Linked DNA regions of Nothobranchius furzeri: region 2 is linked to region 1. Evidence: chromatin contacts called from public Hi-C data. All regions are on one chromosome and are shown on one strand. The core of a region is the stretch at or near the end of the contact, and the rest is flanking DNA. Distances in the headings are between cores, read along the strand shown. Region 1 overlaps sema3d (sema domain, immunoglobulin domain (Ig), short basic domain, secreted, (semaphorin) 3D). Region 2 overlaps sema3ab (sema domain, immunoglobulin domain (Ig), short basic domain, secreted, (semaphorin) 3Ab).

Region 1 (4,630 bases), core at 1,306-3,805:
GATGAGGTGGAGAAATGAAAGGAAGTGCTTTTGCAAAACAAATAAGAGAAAATCCATGGAGTGGCGCAGAGTTGCTGAAGTCGTCAATGCTGAGTTCTTCAGAGAGATCTGTGGTGGATGTAAAAAAGGTGGTCCGATTGGGAGTCGATCCCCAGAATCCCGGATGAAAGTCACGCACGCTAACCAGTCACCCAAACAGAGATCTCCCTTGACCAATTAGCCAGGTTGCATGGTCAATCGGGTCAGAGTGACAGAACGCTCACACTGTCACAGACACATGACATTCTGTCTCAATCTGTCCCCCTGCTGATATTCTGTGTGTGTGTGTGTGTGTGGGGGGGGGGGGGGGGGGTGTTTTGTGTGTGAAAATGAAGCAGTACAAGTGATAATGCTGCTGAAATTCAAAATTTTATCCTTCTCAGCAGCAGCACTGCAGGTGCTCTCCATGTCCAAAATGTGCGTAAGCCAGATCCTTAGTCAACTGAAAGTTGTGCACATTTCTCTGCTAAGTTTTCTTTCATAACTCACAAAATTTGCGTGGAAAGTTGCTTACGCAGTTTTCCGGCCCCGATTTGTGCGTAAGCAAGCTTGATAAAAGAGGCCCCAGGTCATTCCAAACATCTTCTATTTAAGAACTATGGAGGCCACTGTGCTCTTAGGAACCTTAAATGCAGCAGAGATTATGTTGTAACCCTGGCCAGATCTGTGCCTTGCTACAATACTGTATCTGAGCTCTTCAGGCAGTTCCTTTGACCTCACGATACTCACTTCTGACATGCATTGTGAGCTGTAAGGTCAAATAGACAGGTGTGTGTCTTTCCTAATCAGGTCCAATCAGTATAATCAAACACAGTTGGACACAAAGGAAGGTGTAGGGCCCTCTCAAGGATGATCAGAAGAAACAGAAGACACCTGAGTTAAATATATGTCACAGCAAAGGCTCTGAATACTTAGGACCATGTGATATTTCAGTAGTTTTTTTTTTTAATAACTGCATACATTTCTAAAATTCAGTGTTTTTCTGTCAATATGAGGTGCTGTGTGTACATGAGGAAAATTAATTTCATTGATTTTAGCAAATGGCTGCAAAATAACTAAGAGCGAAAAATTGATGGGGGTCTGAATACTTTCTGTACCCACTGTGTGATACAAATTCAAGTATTGTATGGGCTTCTGTGTGTGTTTTCCTCTTGAGGTGATGAAGTGGGTTTTATACAGTAGATCATTTAAAAATGGGGGGGAGGGGCTCTAAAAGCAGTTCATTTATGACCAACCTCTTAGAGGCAGGGATGTATCGTGAGCATGTGTGTCCATCCCAGCCACAGTATGGATCGCGGGCCAGACAGCATTCAGCACAGGCTTGACCGTGCAGGTGACATCTGCTGAGAGAGACCTGAGCTAATCCTTCTCTGGATCCCACATACAGCTGCTGCTATGGTAACAAACAACAATACTTTAGATTAGGAAGTATATCTGTTATTAAAGGACATTAGGGTGATCAGAACCATAACATGGGCACACATTACATTTCTACCATTTAGTTACTTTCATAAAATGGCATAAATAACACTTTCTTCAATTACTGATTCTTAAAATTACTTTCTTTAAAGCTACAGAAAAAAGGTGGAAATTAAAGCCATTTCTGGCTCATAATGGTTTGTTCCAAGTGTCGAAACATCACCATGATTCTGTTTCACAGGCTTCCTGATTTGTTGAATATTGTATATTGCAACTTAGATGACCTGGTCTGACTAGTCTGTAAACACCAAGAAGCAGACAAGAAGGACATGCAAGTCGAACAATGCTGGAGCTTAATGGGAGCTGTGATTGGGGCTGAAGTGTCTACTGACACCCATGACCTCAAGTTAATGAGATGGAAAGGCAAGAGAATGAGGACAGCTAAAGATGAGGAGTGAATCTGAGCACGTGTGTGAGCAAAGGTTTAATAAATCAGGATGTCTTGTGACACATCAGGCAAGCGTCACAAGACAAGCTGTATGAGGGGAAAGAAACTCAGATTTTGTGCAGACACAACCAATCACAGGAACAATAAGAGCAGAGAGAACAAACCTGTTTGGAAGAAATCTCCAGAGTGAGGATAGGGGAAGAAACCTGTCAACAAGTGAAATGTCTGGATTATTATTTGAAGTAAAACAACTAAATAATGCAAACTTTGCATCAAAAAAGCATGATGAGTATTTTACGGTTTGATGAGTCAGCTACCCCACCAAGAGCCACAGAATTTAATCTACTGGGAAGCAGAATAACTGTGTGTATTGTGTGTCCGGTTGTGTTGAGATGATCACCTGGAAAACCTGAAGCTCCTCCAGAATTACTTCCTCTGTGGACCAGTTCTCTTGAGTGATGCTCACCACCTTCAGAACTGAGCCAGCATCTGCAGCAGAAACACAAATGAACAAATATTTTCACTAAATGTGAATCTGCAAACACCTAAAGAGCTTTTAAAGTTCAAATCCATTTCCATGACCAACAACAATCATTTAAAGCCTCTTTCAGAATACGGGTGACTCTACTGCCCTTTAGTGTTCAAGAAGAAGACTTCAAGTTAAATGAGTACTGAGAAGTGTCCTACCTGTCCCCAGAAACATAACCTCATATTGTCCATCATCTGCCATTACTTTGTCCACCACAATGTGGGTCAGGGTATAATCCACTCTGACGCGTGTGAAGACGGGACGGCCAGTCAGGGGGTGCACAGAGCGGTGCATCAGAGGGTGGAATCGAATGAAGCTGATGACATCGTCTGGGAAGTCTTTGGTGGACGTGATTCTTGGATCATAAGTTTTACTGGGGCACTAAGAAACAAGAATTTCTTGTAATGGTATGTAAGTTAGGTTCTATAATTTCAGCAGCTCATCTCTTGACTTTATAATCTGACAGGTATGTGGCTCCTTCTTGTGGTAAAAGTATGAATTGCAGGCAGCAAAGAAAATTTGAACCATGTGTGTTACTCCTGCACCTCCTACTTTCTGTGTTTATAATAAGTCAAAGTAAAGAGTCACTCAGCTGTCCACCTGAGATTTATACAGAGCCAAGTCTTCAATGCATCCTCTTAGCTGGCTTGATTGAAGTTTTTCAAACAAATTCAACAAGAATCTGATTAACATGGCATGCAACCACTTTAAAGCTACGATTAGGTCATCTGTAATGAGGCTGCATGTGCAGATGATAGCATACCCCGCAGCTTCTTCAGCATTCCTTTCTTTAATCCTCCACTTTTCTATGAAGCATGTTTATTATTTTACAATTTGGAAGAAAGTTGTGTATTTTTTTCCTAATTTCTCTAAACATAATTTGCAGCTATAGGTAAAATGCAGGGCTATTATATGTTATGTGTTCTCCATGAAGTTCTCCCTACCGTTCCAGGGCGAGGATAAGGTATTCTTCCATCATATTCGACCCATCTGTGGTCAGGCCCCTCTTTGTGAGCGTAGGGTCCATTAAACACAGCCCTAATGTCTGCCATGCTGTAGACACACACTGCTGAGCCACGGAAAATGGAGCTTGAAGGAGGGCAAAAACAACAAATCTAGTTAAGTTAAGGGGTAAAGAGGGAGCCCACAGTTGGTGAGATGAAAACAGAATTACCTGGAAGTTGTGAAGACTGCATACACAACAGGGTTTTTGTCATCTGTGGTAGGGAGCAGGAAGATGTCCTCTATAACAATGAAATGGGGAAATGTAAAGGTTAATTTACTTACTGTTTTTCATGAATCCAAGACCGAATCCTGGAATTGTTGCGCTAATGCAAGTCAGTCCTCTGATAAATTGCTCACACAACTGAAAGATAAAAGCTTGCTTGTTGGCGTAAATCTCTTTTTAATCTCACACACACTTACGGAGCTCGTCAAAGTGCGTGTTCACACCATCTGGTCCGGGAATGGAACACACTAGCCTGGCTTTGAGGAAGGTTGTCCATTTATTGGTCAGACTCCTGCGTCCACCAACATCATTCTGAAACACATGCACACAGTCAGAAACCGCCATAGCCATGAGACTATCTATAACAGTTTGTCCATATCTAGTTCATTTATTGAACTTGTGCATGAGAAGACAACAAACACGACTGCAGCTGATGGGTTCAAACACGTCTATGATCTGCCAAAATAGAGGTCATAGAACAATCAATAGAACACGTCTTGTCAAAAATGCTGAGTAGACCAGGGGTGTTTCCTAATGCCAAGGAGCCTTGCCTTGATGTCTTGGTCCTACCCCGGTTGCCTAGGAGATCCGTCATCAAGAACAGCCAAGGCGTGTTCCAATGTTCATGTTCTACTGAGGCATCTGTTCCCCGTTTGTTAGCCGTTTAGCTAGCTGAGCAAGGATACATGGGAGGTGTCTTGTAGCCTAGCCTTGGTCAAAAATTTCCCCGAATACACCGCAGTATTTTCAAAAGGATGGCGGACCAGAAGCCGGCAGCGACTTCGGGGGCAATTTTCAAGTTTAAATGTAAGTCAACTAATTGTAGCTATCAGGCTGATATCTGAAATGTTTCTTTGTAGATCCACAGAAGTTATGCATGGTTGGTTAGTTGCTTAGTAGTTGCTGTTTCAGTGGCTAGCAGGTAGTAACTCGCATACATTTTTTTAACCAATATATACACACTTTT
Region 2 (4,662 bases), core at 452-2,951, 150 kb before region 1:
CTTCTCGTCTGCATCGGGACAGACACACGCAATGCCATTACGCGTCGACGCAAGAGCCCTTAAGGGGCTTGCGGAGGAAGACGGAAACATGCCCTGAATTTTAAATATCCATCGAAAGAGACGGAGACCGCAAGCTCGTGATTGGTCAGGACCCTGCTTCTTGTTTTCATTTGTCAACAGCACCATCTTTGCAGCTTCAAAACTGAAAGAGATATTTAGCGGCAGACATAGAACAGATAAAAAAAAAACGTATCGTGGAAAAAGTCTGAAAATATGAACGTTTGTTCACCCATGAGTACAAAGATATGCAGCAAGCATTTTATTTGTGGAAAGGAAAGATGAGAAACGTGGGTTTAGAGGTGCCGATCACATGAAGAGGTGGAGGAAAATGAGGGGAAAAAAAATCTCTCAAAAACAGTGAAACAATGTAATCACAATAGTAAATACACTATCGTGACCAGATAAGTGGCTTTAATGGTGGCAGGATACATCAGAATAGCGCTACGCCCTTTTTCAGCTGACGGACAAGTCTGAAAGCAAAACGTCTCGTCAATGCATGTGCGTCTCTCCCTCACGGAGCTGACAAAGTATAAATTAGGCTTTAGTTTACAGTGTAATGTGTTCCCCATTCATATTACCTGTGCCTATGAACATAACATCATACAGGCCATCTTCAGCTTCTACTTTGTCAACTACTATTTGGGTGAACTGGTAATCCACGTCTGTTTTGACTACGATTGGTTGATTGTTGATCGGATAGATGGGGTTGAACATGGCTGGGTGACTTCTGGCAAAGGTGACGACTTCATCCGGAAACTCTTTGGTTGTATTGAATCCACCAAAGGTCTTGCTTGGGCACTTTGGGATGAAAATAAATTGATTTTATAAAGTAGACAAAATAAATGAAGAGAAACTTTAAAGATCAATTCACAAACTCACTGTTCCAGGCCGGGGGTAGGGAACACGGCCCTGGAAGGGAACCCACTGATAGTTTGGTCCATCCCTGTGAGCATATGGCCCCAGGAAAGCCCTTCTGACGTCTGTCATGCTGTACATACACACCGCTGAACCTTTGAAAACATTACTAAGGGTAAGATAGAATGAGTCAGATTTAGGCAATTCGTCATCAACAATTTGAGAAAAACAACTCCAGTAGGTCACAATACCTGGAAGTGGTAAATACTCCATAGACGATTGGGCTCTTGGGATCCTTTGTGCTCATAAGGAAAACATCCTCTGAAAGCAAGGGTCAGTGATTCACAGACATTGTGTATCACATTTCTGACTGAACCTGAGTAGAATGAGGAGTTGTAACTCACGTAGTTCATCAAAGTGGGTGTCTATCCCGTTACTGCCTGGCACGGAGCAAATCAGTCGAGCCTTCAAGAAGGTCGTCCACTTGTTGACCAGGCTCCTGTGACCCCCAAGGTCATTCTGATGGGCAAAACACTACTTTTTGGCAACTAGCAAAAGTAAATAGATTACACTAACGTGTTCCCCTTGTTATACTGTTAATGTACGCTATAAACATAACGTTAGATGTTTCGATAAAAACTGTGTTAAAACAGACATGAGTCAAAATGAAAGAGCCAAGGTCTACTAATGGTTCCTTTGTGAAAAACTGGTTATACATAAACTTGTAATAACTTGTAATGATTGGTTTGGCTTGTGACAACATTTTGAAGTCATTTTAGTTTATTTCCAAAGCCACAGTCGACGTCGTTCACGCCTACCTGATAACGCACACATACCATTGTGACTGATTTATGTGTTAGTGGATTTCATCACAAACCAATTTGTCTTATGTGTTTTTCATTTTCTTTAGCTAAACATCTATTTAAATCACGAACAGCTCCTTGAACAAACTTGTTTAAGAAGCTGTCAGTGTCTTATTTACTGAAGATGTTTGGTTTGTTTTCCTGACACAGCATCTTTGTTAATGGCAAAATGAAAAATTGACTTTCACTTCTCCTAACTTCTATTGATGGTGGTTAATAGCCTTCTAGATGTCAAGCAGAAATATGACTATTTTACCCTTCCTGCTTCACAGTATAGCATTTGTGTTCCAGCATCCAAAACACAGTGCGCAGAAAGGCCTGGCTCATACAAATGCATTCCACGTCTGCTGATTTATGACAGTAAATTAGACTTTCTACAAGTATGCATAGGCTCAAATTAACACCACAACTTGCATAATGAATAGTCTGTCTTGTGTTGAAGACAGCAAATTCCTGACATTCTGACTAATAAAGACGGCTGTTATAAAGAAGGCGTGATGTGCAGTTGAACCAAAGGTTAAGGCTGGACATGGGAACTGCTTTTTTAAAGATTAGATGAAATAGTGCAAAACTGGGCATGGAAGTCAAACTTGTTATTAGGACAATAGTGCAGATTTTGATGTCATATTTGTCTTTAAGATTTGGGTAACCAACTGCGTCATATGCAACATAACCAAATGATCGCCAGGCTGTAATTAATCACATAAAACAACTCTTGAAAGATGTAAAATATACTCATTCACTCACGTTTCTCAATGTTTAGATGATGTAAATGGTGTCTGTTTCAGTTTTATTTAATGTATGCTTCGTTGTTTGCTTGTTTTTTTTTTTCATTTTAGGGCCTGCATTGGTGCCTGTGTGTCTGGAATTATGCTCACTTTGCAAAGCTGTCCAATGCGAGCATATGTAGCCTTTCCAGCGTGCTCTCCCTCCATGGCGTTTTCTCTGAAGAACAAGTAGATTTTGTCATCTTCTGGGTTGTCGTTTTCTGGGATGAGATGAACGCCCAAAAACCTTGGCTCTACAAAAACACATTCCTATTATTGTAATCCATCTGTTGAAAACAAGTACACTGTTACCGCTTTTGAACGTTCTAAATATTTCTACAAGTCATCAGGTTAAAAACGACAAACTGGAAAACTCCAGTATTCGAGACAAACCTGGAGGCTTTAAGAAACTGTTTTGCACTTAGACTTATACTCCAGGTCTGTTGTGATAAAGGTGTTCTATTTAAACCTGAACCGCACCGAAGAAATACGTGTTTTTGCAGTACTTTGAGCCATGCTTCACTGTTCTAGACCTTCTTGACAGAAGTAAGTAAGAGACTAGCAATTTGTAACAAACAGCATGAAGAGGATTGATGACTGCTGAGATTTTCTTTCAAATTTTCATGAAAAATAATCTGTCATTTTTGGTTGTGCATTGTTAGGTTGCATTCTTGTCACAGCGATACATTTTATCCGTCACAGAGTCCATGACTAAAAGGCCACAGCACAACAATCATTTAAAATGTGTTTAGATTGCTTATATATTAGAGTCATGGACATGTATAATAATTACATAGGAACTAAATTGGAAGTTAAAGTAAATAAGTTAAAGTAAAAAAATAAAATAAAACAATGAGACACCTTCTAGTGTAGGCATGTCCAAATTGCGGTCCGGTGGCCTTTTCAGACCCGTGAGTGATGTTGTACGACCCCCACTTGAATTTCTAGAATGATGAATTGTGTCTCTCCAATAGGATGTTGATATAAATCGCCACTTTCTAATGTATTTTTGTTCAGATTTTCACTTATAAGCCTATTTTGGATTTATTTTGAAGAGTACAAATTAAAAAAAAATATATACAAAACAATGTTAACATTTTTTGAATCAAGAAAATTACATTCTTGTGGCCCCCATTGACTTCAAACATTACTTTCTTGGTTATTGCCTTGAAAGGTTTGGACATCCCTGTTCTAGTGGCTTGCAGCAGTATAGGGAGCCTCCGTATATTCCTGCTCCAGTCGGCTCATGGGTCCCCAGAAGAACAAAAATGAATGCAAGTCAATCCACTGTGCCTTACGCCCTGAACCACACATATGTTGTATTACAATTTAAATGAAAAGTAATCATGTGTGTTTCAACTACGCCTGTCACATAGTTTAAGACTTATTAGCTTGTAAAAGTTTGTAATTAGCATGACTACAAATCACACGTCTGCACATTGCAAATATGACATCACCACAGAATATCCTCTCCCCTAGTGTAGTTGCTACTTACCACATGGCAAGATTTATGGTGGTTCTTTCCTCCTGAAGGAAGGATTTGAAGTTAGCTGAACTTACAGCCATTTTTCCTCTACTTGTTTATAAGTCTGGTTTCGATGACGTCAATTTGGCTATGAACATTTGTATTCCTGGACGTATTTTCACACAAAACCTAAATTATAAGCAATCATAACATTTATTCTGAAAAGCACACAGTAATAATTTATAGTGCATTTTGTGCCAACCACGGCCCTTGGTTGTGTGTTAAAAATGCCCAAGTCCATACTTGTGGGAGCACCATGTGAGCACCTGTGTGCGTACATATCCTTGTGTATGTGAGGTTTCTCTATAGAAGTGTTCATTAGTGAGGGGCCAAAGACCTGCCTCCAAAGACCTGAGGAAGATGGAGGAGTTCCAAACCACAGAGATCCAGAGGTCTCCCACGGAGCGCGGAGACCCCAGGGAGACTGCTGCCGGAGAAGCCCCAACCTCCCTCCTGAGAGGTGCAGAGGATCACCTGGGGGGGTGGGTAGGGGGAGCGATCAGCAGCCGTGCCAGCCACCCAGGAGATAATACTGGCAAGCCCCCAGGCCTGCCCGTAACTGCCCAATTCAGGGCAGGCTGAGCTCTGAACT

What was found. A called contact is a pair of places that touch in the nucleus more often than the background predicts.
Region 2: a Hi-C map of skeletal muscle shows a contact between it and region 1, with 5 times the contacts expected there. The contact joins two enhancer-like sites. A contact is called at or near these places in 2 of 2 Hi-C or Micro-C datasets (skeletal muscle and tail fin).

Annotation. Positions count from the first base shown.
Region 1 is chr4:71,073,831-71,078,460 of NfurGRZ-RIMD1, reverse strand. sema3d (sema domain, immunoglobulin domain (Ig), short basic domain, secreted, (semaphorin) 3D) reads right to left here. Exons shown (of 18, transcript XM_015964630.3): 9 at 3,861-3,975; 10 at 3,610-3,679; 11 at 3,380-3,524; 12 at 2,594-2,816; 13 at 2,307-2,395; 14 at 2,071-2,112; 15 at 1,275-1,429. Among protein-coding and RNA genes, the nearest start is that of sema3d, 24 kb to the right of the region's middle. Within about 2 kb of position 2,555, at least 2 of the 3 cell types and tissues checked have an H3K27ac peak or open chromatin away from gene starts, as enhancers often do. A contact at or near this core is called in tail fin, where this site is marked.
Region 2 is chr4:71,218,895-71,223,556 of NfurGRZ-RIMD1, reverse strand. It overlaps sema3ab (sema domain, immunoglobulin domain (Ig), short basic domain, secreted, (semaphorin) 3Ab), which reads right to left. Exons shown (of 17, transcript XM_015964631.3): 7 at 2,657-2,799; 8 at 1,320-1,434; 9 at 1,167-1,236; 10 at 940-1,084; 11 at 639-858. Among protein-coding and RNA genes, the nearest start is that of sema3ab, 24 kb to the right of the region's middle. Within about 2 kb of position 1,701, at least 1 of the 3 cell types and tissues checked has an H3K27ac peak or open chromatin away from gene starts, as enhancers often do. A contact at or near this core is called in tail fin, where this site is marked.